2 separate regions of the Ovis aries genome follow, and region 1 is linked to region 2. A link is a contact called in public Hi-C data. All regions are on one chromosome and are shown on one strand. The core of a region is the stretch at or near the end of the contact, and the rest is flanking DNA. Distances in the headings are between cores, read along the strand shown.

What was found. Hi-C and Micro-C count contacts between places; a contact is called where the count stands out from the background.
Region 1: a contact with region 2 is called in a Hi-C map of hypothalamus, with 5 times the contacts expected there. The contact joins two enhancer-like sites. A contact is called at or near these places in 6 of 16 Hi-C or Micro-C datasets (hypothalamus, liver, muscle and 2 more).

The regions. Positions count from the first base shown.
Region 1 is chr1:275,395,868-275,399,897 of ARS-UI_Ramb_v3.0, reverse strand. The region is part of intron 5 of TBC1D5 (TBC1 domain family member 5); the gene reads left to right. Among named protein-coding and RNA genes, the nearest start is that of TRNAW-CCA, 30 kb to the left of the region's middle. Within about 2 kb of position 1,922, at least 6 of the 54 cell types and tissues checked have an H3K27ac peak or open chromatin away from gene starts, as enhancers often do. A contact at or near this core is called in hypothalamus, where this site is marked.
Region 2 is chr1:275,223,576-275,227,514 of ARS-UI_Ramb_v3.0, reverse strand. It overlaps TBC1D5 (TBC1 domain family member 5), which reads left to right. Exons shown (of 24, transcript XM_060396797.1): 17 at 2,880-2,965. Among named protein-coding and RNA genes, the nearest start is that of TRNAS-GGA, 12 kb to the left of the region's middle. Within about 2 kb of position 1,569, at least 7 of the 54 cell types and tissues checked have an H3K27ac peak or open chromatin away from gene starts, as enhancers often do. A contact at or near this core is called in hypothalamus, where this site is marked.

The DNA of each region.
Region 1 (4,030 bases), core at 673-3,172, 170 kb before region 2:
AGGTTTAAATTAACTAAAATAAGGTCTGTCATTGTCCAGTTGCAGTAGCTATGTTTCACATGCTTAGTAGAGCCTATGTCTGGCAGTCCAGAACTGTTGCTAACGCCGTTCTTCATTACCTACCATGTGCACATTGAGTTGGAGGCTCAAACTTTCTTGAGTCACAGTTAAATCTGAAAACTGAATCAAAGCATGATAGTAAGTTGATTTTAACGAACTGCCTCACCCCCCCGAACTGCCTGCTGCCTTTGTTTCAATGGTGCTGCACCACATGAGAGCATTTTCCACCTAGAAATACGAAGAAATCCATTTTAGGCTTGTGAGTAATTGTGAGTTGTCTTTATGAGTATTTATGTATAAGTAATATGCCCTGATGTTTTGTTATGAAGGGGAAAAAAGCTTTGAATAAAAGTAAGTTTTTAAAAATTCCTGATATAGGAAGCAAAAAAGCCAGTACAGTTTCTAATTGCCTTTTAGAGTCTCTGAGTTCCCTCATTACCTGTGATTTAAGCTAAAAATGAGGTAATTACAGATCACATCAGTGTTTATCTGGTTGATCCCGACACCTGCAGTCCTGACGCAGCTTACCCAGATCTGGGGCCACACTTAAGAGTCTGATGCTGACATTCCTAATTTACGCTTCTCCCATTTCCTTTGATTTTTAAGTTAGATGTTCCTTGTTCTATTCCAATAGTATTTTAAAAAACTATACCTTTAAAATGTTATAAAGACACATACTTTTTTATGTGAATATTGGAATCATGGTACAGTCCTTTAATTAAGAGGAATCTTCCCTTAACACATTTCGCTGCAGATTAAAAATTTAACTGTGTCCTTTTCCCTTTGCGTTTGATAAAGCAAATACGGTCATAATTAATATGGCAGTCTTTCCACATATTGACATGCACTCTAGGATAGTAAAGTTATTTAAACCACTTCACATCAGGTGCAGCTTTCTTCCCTGTGGTTCCGTGCCTTTAGATACTCTTCCCATCTAACTCTGATCTTGTCCAGTTTAAAGATCACCTTTTCTTGGCCTGGCCTTTAGTCCTGCTGTTGCTCTGGTCAGACCACAGAGACGAGACGGCCTTGGCTGACCGGCCACCGCTGAGAGCTCCTGTGCCACCCCCCCCCCCATCCCAGCTGCCCCTTCTCTGCAGCGACGTCTCAGCCTTCCCTGTGGGGACAGCCCTTCTCTATTCCACTCCACAACTTCATTATCTGCAAGAGCAAAGTAGTACCTCTTAACCAAGTGACTGGAGGCCCTCAGGACTAGACTGTGGGTAGCCTGTGACCTCTGCTCAGTTATTGTAGGTGCCGGGGTTTCTTGTGTTAACTCCATAGAGACATTGTTCCTTGTCTAACGAAAACCAAAAAATGGGGCAAAACCATTATGTAAAATATACAATAGAGGGCTTTTTCTGTGTATCCTCATTTGGGAGAGCAATTCAGAAATTTTTTCATTTCAAAATTGCCATGTCACTTATGCAAGCTTCAGGTTAGAAAAATATTAAACAGTTAGATGTAGAAGGTGCTAACCAGTTTCACACTCATGTTATGTGCATATCTTGGGAAGTATGTTAAGAGATGTTATTTTCTTGGGCTCCCAAATCACTGCGGACGTTGACTGCAGCAGTGAAATTAAAAGATGCTTGCTCCTTGGAAGGAAAGCTATGACAAACCGAGACAGCATATTAAAAAGCAGAGACATTACTTTGCTGACACAGGACCGTCTAGTCAAAGCTATGATTTCTCCAGCAGTCACGTATGGATGTGAGAGTTGGACCATAAAGAAGGCTGAGCACTGATGAACTGATGCTTTCAAACTGTGGTGGTGGAGAAGACTCCTGAGAGTGAGTCCCTGAACATGTTTTCAGGGACCCGGTGCCTGCACTGCAGAGACTTGGCCACTAGGTGGCACCAGGGCATGTTTATGAGAGGTTTCAAGGGCCTGGTCTCTATAATCTGTTCCATTTGCGGCAATTAGGCACCTAAATGTCCCCTGTGTTCTTAACCACTCACAGCATCTGCTGACTCACGTTCTCAGTCCAGCTGGTGAAAACGTATCTCTATACTTTTGGACCTCATGTTCAAAACCTAAAGCTGTAAGGAAGGAGATACAAGGCGCATCCCTCTCCTGCCCTCTTAGGGCCTTTTCGTCCTTTGGTGTGTGGAGAACCACGCTTCCCTTTGCTGCTGCCAGCCCCGTCATTCAGGGCGGTCTGGCCCGCATTCTCATTCTTTCTCTCTTGTGACAATTTACTTACTTTTTCTGAGACTCAGTTTTGTCATTCATAAAGAGGGGTTGAAAATACTCAGGAGGGTCGTTGGAAAGGTTAAAAGTGATTTACCCAAAATATAACATATCATAACATGAATGGATTTTTTTTTAGCAGTTTGAGAGCATCATTGCTAGATTTTTTGCTACGACAGACTATATAGTTTTATGTAACACAAAGTTAACAACTATCTCTTCTTTACTCTTGTTAATTAAATGGAAAAATTCCGCCGCCGACTCCTCAGTACTTAACATTCTTTTCCCAGGTTCAAGACTGTTGGCCACCATTTGTATTTGTGATTGGAAAGAACTTTTCTTTTGGTCCAGCTCCCGTCAACGGGTTCAGCTTTCCCACATTCTGTCCTCTGTACACTGTTCGACTTCTGGCAGCTAAGTTTTTGGGTGGCATTTCAGTGCCTGTGGGGATACTACTTATCGTGTTTTACACTGAGTTTTAATTTTTTGATGTAAAGTTATTTCTCCCTCCTCTGAACTGCCACAGTGCTTTGCCTTAATCCCATGATTATTGGTTGACACATCCGTTTGCTCCCTTAACTGAATGCTTTTAAAAAACACCTCTAAGTGCTAAGTACACAGCAGGCACTGAGTAAATGTTTATTATGTTTACTGTGCATCACAGTTTATTAGCAAAACACCGTCCCATAGAAGAGAAAGACAATTAGTAGATTATTTTGTGGCCTTTATGTGCCTGTGTTGTCAGAGCTCTCCATCAGTTTGAGATTTGTGTTTTAATTAGAACTATAAGTACCTCTGAATAAATTTAAATAATTGTGAATTTCAGAGAGAATGTTTCCATTTCCCATGCCTCAGTCTCCTTTCTTCTTTACCAACACTGTAATCAAGGCACAGGGTCTTATTTGAGCCAACAGATAGTTATCCTTCATTACGTAAGTGCTGTGTGACTTGGCCTTAAAAGGCTGCGGAACTTGATGAGACGGCAGTGGATCTAGCCAGCTGCGTTTGCCTCCACGGTGCGCTGGGCCCTGTGTGTAGGAGCTGCTTTGGGAGAGTCTGGGGGAGCCATTGCCTCACACGCTCCCTCTCTGATCTGAAAAGCACGGTTGCTTTCAGGTCATGGAGCTGCATGGTCTCAGACAAATTATGCCATTTGAAATCTGTGTTTTCTCTTTGTAGACTATAAGCTATTTAAACAGAAGCATGTTTTCTGAGATGTACGCCTATATTGTTCTTTGTTCATTTTTTTTCCTCATTTTGACTAAAACTAAAAGCAAAATTTCAACAGTGAGATGTAGGTGATATATGTGAAGCTAATGGGAAATGGATAGTATATTTAAAATATCATAGATAATACAAATGAACTAAAGTAATGTTCAAAAAGCCCAAGAATTGATTTCCTTGAACTTGAAGTGGCTAAGAATTAACTGAAGCATAAAAACAATGTAAAGAGAATCAAGAGGAAATAAATGTTAGGTTTAAAATATATATGAAAAGTTTCAGTGGTTTGAAAATCAAAATAATTAAAACACACATACATGGCAGGTAGCAGTGTCTTTGATGTATGAAACACTGCTCTCTTGGACCAATAAGTCCAAGTGAAAGCAGCGTTGTTATTAACAACAATGTTAAGTTCTTAGATGTTATGATATGCTGGGTGCCCTTTTAAGGGTTTTTCATATATTTTAATTCTCATAGTAATTATTGGAGGCAGCTGCTATTATTATTACTCCATTTTACAGAGGAGGCAGCAGAGAGACACAGGCTAAGTGAACT
Region 2 (3,939 bases), core at 320-2,819:
TTTTAAAATGATTTCACTGCATAAGGTTAGACTTCTGCTCATGGAATCTCACCCCATCTCTTATGTTGGCACATAGCTGAGTGAGAAGATACTGCTCTAAAATTAATTAACTTTGTAAAACTATATTCAGAAGAGGCAAAAGTAACTGAATTAATTCATTATTGACCAGAGACATATTAATACGTCTTTTGTTACCCAAACATTATTGACCTGAGACATTTCGAGATTCACTTAATAAATCGCCAGCCACAGGTATTCATTTCTGCAAACACCTCTCAGTCAATAATGTGTTAAAAGAGAAGAATTATAGGTGAATTAAAGAACTGTCAGTACTGAATCTTACTGTATAAAAGTATGTGCCTTTTATAAATATGTGTCTATATATGTGATTTCTGTAGCCACATGTTGCCTTACTTACATATCAGACATTTGGTTCTGTTCTGCTCATTACAGTGGCTGCAGTCTTTTTGTGGCCATTGAGCCCTTCAGGTGTGGCTGGTCCAAACTCAGATGTGCTATCTGTAAAATATATGCTGGATTTCAAACACTTTGTACAAAAGAAAGCATGTAAAAGTCTCAATTTTTATACTGATTACATGTTTTTAGTGTCAACATTTTGGATAAGTCAAATGGAACAAAATATTATTATATGTAATTTCACTCTGTTTTTTTTTTTCTCTTTTTTTATGTGGCTTGCTAGAAACTTTTACATTACATATGAAGCTTGTATTTGTGACCTGCATTATACGTCTGTGGGACTGTGCTAGTCTAGAACATCCGTGGTGTACCTACTTATGTTTTAGTAACAGCAGATAGAAAATCTGTTGAATAACTTTCAACTGTAACCTCTGATTTTATTTTCTTACATTTCAAATACTGTTTTTCAACATCATCTTTCCATTCTTTTTTTTTTTTCCTATCCCTGTGTGGTGTCACTTTAAGCCGCCTCGTCACTTGATACTAGTAAGTCTCCTAGGAATTTGAATAGACCTCAGTGAGAGCCGTGCTTGAGCCTCATTCATGTGTTCAAGTTAGATCATCATTCCTAATAAAGGCTTTAAGTGCTTTGGTGGATCAGCACTTCATGTCTTGAATTGCTGTCATTTCTTTATAAAGATATTTCAAGAAACTGCACGGTGCCTTCCCTTCTTTTCATTGTTTTCTAGCAAAAGGTAACAGAATCTTTTATTAATTTGTTGAAAGTCAGAGAAGAAAAGCCTTTTATAGTAGCAAAAACGAAATGTTTCCAAGTACTGAGAATAAGGAGCAAAACTGGTCATGAGTGATACTCTTAGGAAAGTTAATTTCAAAAATAAATCATGAATGCACTGTCAGTCGGCCAGTGGTTTTGACCCCTGTTTCGTTTATCCTGTTATGCTTGGGTCCAGGTTGTCATCAGCTACCACGAGGAAACCTATGCAATTCCTAGAGAGCGAGAAGTTGCGCTGTTGGGCTTAATAGTGTGGCAGTCATGGAGGCATCCGTCGTCTTCATCAAGGCAATTCAGATCTGATTATCGTAGAGCTGCACTGAATACCAAACCAGTGGAGGAGTAGCTGGAGCTAAATGAAGGGATTGTCATTTTTGTCAGATGATTAGGGCTGACTTGGAAGAGATATGAAAGGGCTGAGCTGTGTAAATACTCTCTTTTCAGCAGAAAAAGAAAAGGTCCATTACGGCCTTAAGATGCAGCTTGTTAGCTTGATGAGTTTCAAACTATTTAACCTTAGCAATTATGTCCCCCGCCTACATGAAAGTATATCTGTGCCTTGGGGTTATGTCTCCAAGGACTGATATGAAAGCATGTTGATAATTTTATATTAAAATAAAATCCAGCCTTTCTGTGTCTAGTTGGTTCTCTCAAAGGACAGGGCGTGCTGTTTCAAGGTCCAAATTATTAATTTGAATTACATGTTTAGGTAAACACTGGATCACATTTACTTGTTTTAAAAAAACTTCTTAATGAAAAATACGTAGTTTAACCTTTTAGAGATAATGATATTCAGGTTATGCTATTAACGTGTTACATTTTTTAAAAAGTGTGTTTTTATAGAAGTGTATTTGATTAATTTTTATTTGCCCGAGGAACTTGATACTTACAAATTATAGACACATTAAATAATAGAACCTGTTTAAGTAGACACACCCAGCCTAATGATTCAAGAACATTTCTGCAAGCTTATAAATAATATTAAATGCCAGAAAGCGCAGTGTGTTGCTGCTTTTATAAAAATGTGCATTGGTCAGTTTGCTTTTGTATTGTGGTGGTACCCTGATAATATGTCCACTACCTGGGTACTTATTCAACTCGTATGTAAGAACAGATGCATAGAAACTGCTAACTTGAAAAGAATTGCCAAATTCCAGAATAACACAGTCATTTTAGAAGAAGAAAGACTCAGTGTGCCATCTAGTGGGCGTACGTAGCATCCTAGTTGTCAAAAACTGTTTTTTGCTCTTCTTCAAAATGTAGCTTTCTTAACCATTGTTGTGTCTCCTAGCCCTGAGAATAGGTTGTACTGGTGTTCCATCTTACATAATACCTCAGCTTTGTTGTAATTTTATCTGATTGTATTTTGGAAAGGCATATTGAAACTGATCAAAATTATTGAAAAGAAATCTAATGAAAGGAAGAGATCAGTGTGACCTGAGGCAGGTGAAAGTAAAATGTATTAAGTAATTTTGGTGTTTAATCAGACAGAGATAAGTTGGGGCAAAACTTCAACAATGAAAAAAATACCAAGCACATTAATTATTAAACATCATTATTATATGTATGTTTTTCTTTAAGAGTATAAAAGCAATCGTTTCATCATTTTTGTCTTAATATACAAATTATATAATTTTATACATTTTAACTTCTTGCTTTTTTTCTATAGAAAAATCCAAGACCAGTGACCTACCAGTTCCATCCAAATCTGGATTATTACAAAGCCCGAGGAGCAGACCTCGTAAATAAAAGCCGGTAAGTCCTCTTTCTCTGATGGACATTCTGAGTCACTAAGATGTTCTTGGAGATTGTCAGGAAATGTTACACATTTGCTGAAAATAATTTTCCAGGTTTTAGCATATCAGTGGTTAATGCATGTAATAAATCTCTGTTAAATGAATTATCTGAGTTTTTCTTTGAGGTGTGAGAAAAGGATGTATGTTGATGTCAGTGGTCATAAAAATTAAATAAATACCAGAGTACGTGTTACAGATTGAATTTTGGCAACTTCATTTTTCTAACACTAATAAACCTAAAATAAATTGTGCCTACATGTATAATCTCTTTCTGGATCCTTTCTATTGATTGAAAAGAGGCAGTTCTATAATATATGTTTAAATTATTTCAGTAACAAAATTAAAATTGGGTTTCCCAACTGTCTTTAGAACTGCACAATAAGCTTATAAATGCATCTTATGTGTGCATTTGTGATTACATACATAGAAACTTTAAGGGTCACTGTAGGAATAAAAAATCATTAAAATCCTACTTTTAAAAGAAATTCCCACTTGCATAAAGGGTTGATGAACAGTTTTGTTCTTTCATAATACCATACTCAGATGTCTCAAGAGTTGACTTGTCAAACCAGAACCATCTCAAATTAGAGCTTAATTTCGAAGTTTACTCTGAAAGACTGAAATGTCAGTCATGATAAATGCTGCAAGTTGCCCAGATCTTCTTCCTGAAGCATTTTGACTGTTGCTAGCTTTTCTTCAGTAGAAGCTCAGCAACCTAAGTATACACGGATGGAGTACACTTACATGATACGTTCTTCTCTTAGAGTTAAAAAAAAAAAAAGACATAATTCCTGACACATTGAAACCCATAGTCCAAGGGATGAGAAGGATTTTATAAGAACACAGCTATATTTAAACCTGCAGTATTTTTAAATCCCGTGTCCTTGTCCGAAGCCTGGGGCTGTGTGCTTATGAGAGCAGATCCTGCGAGGC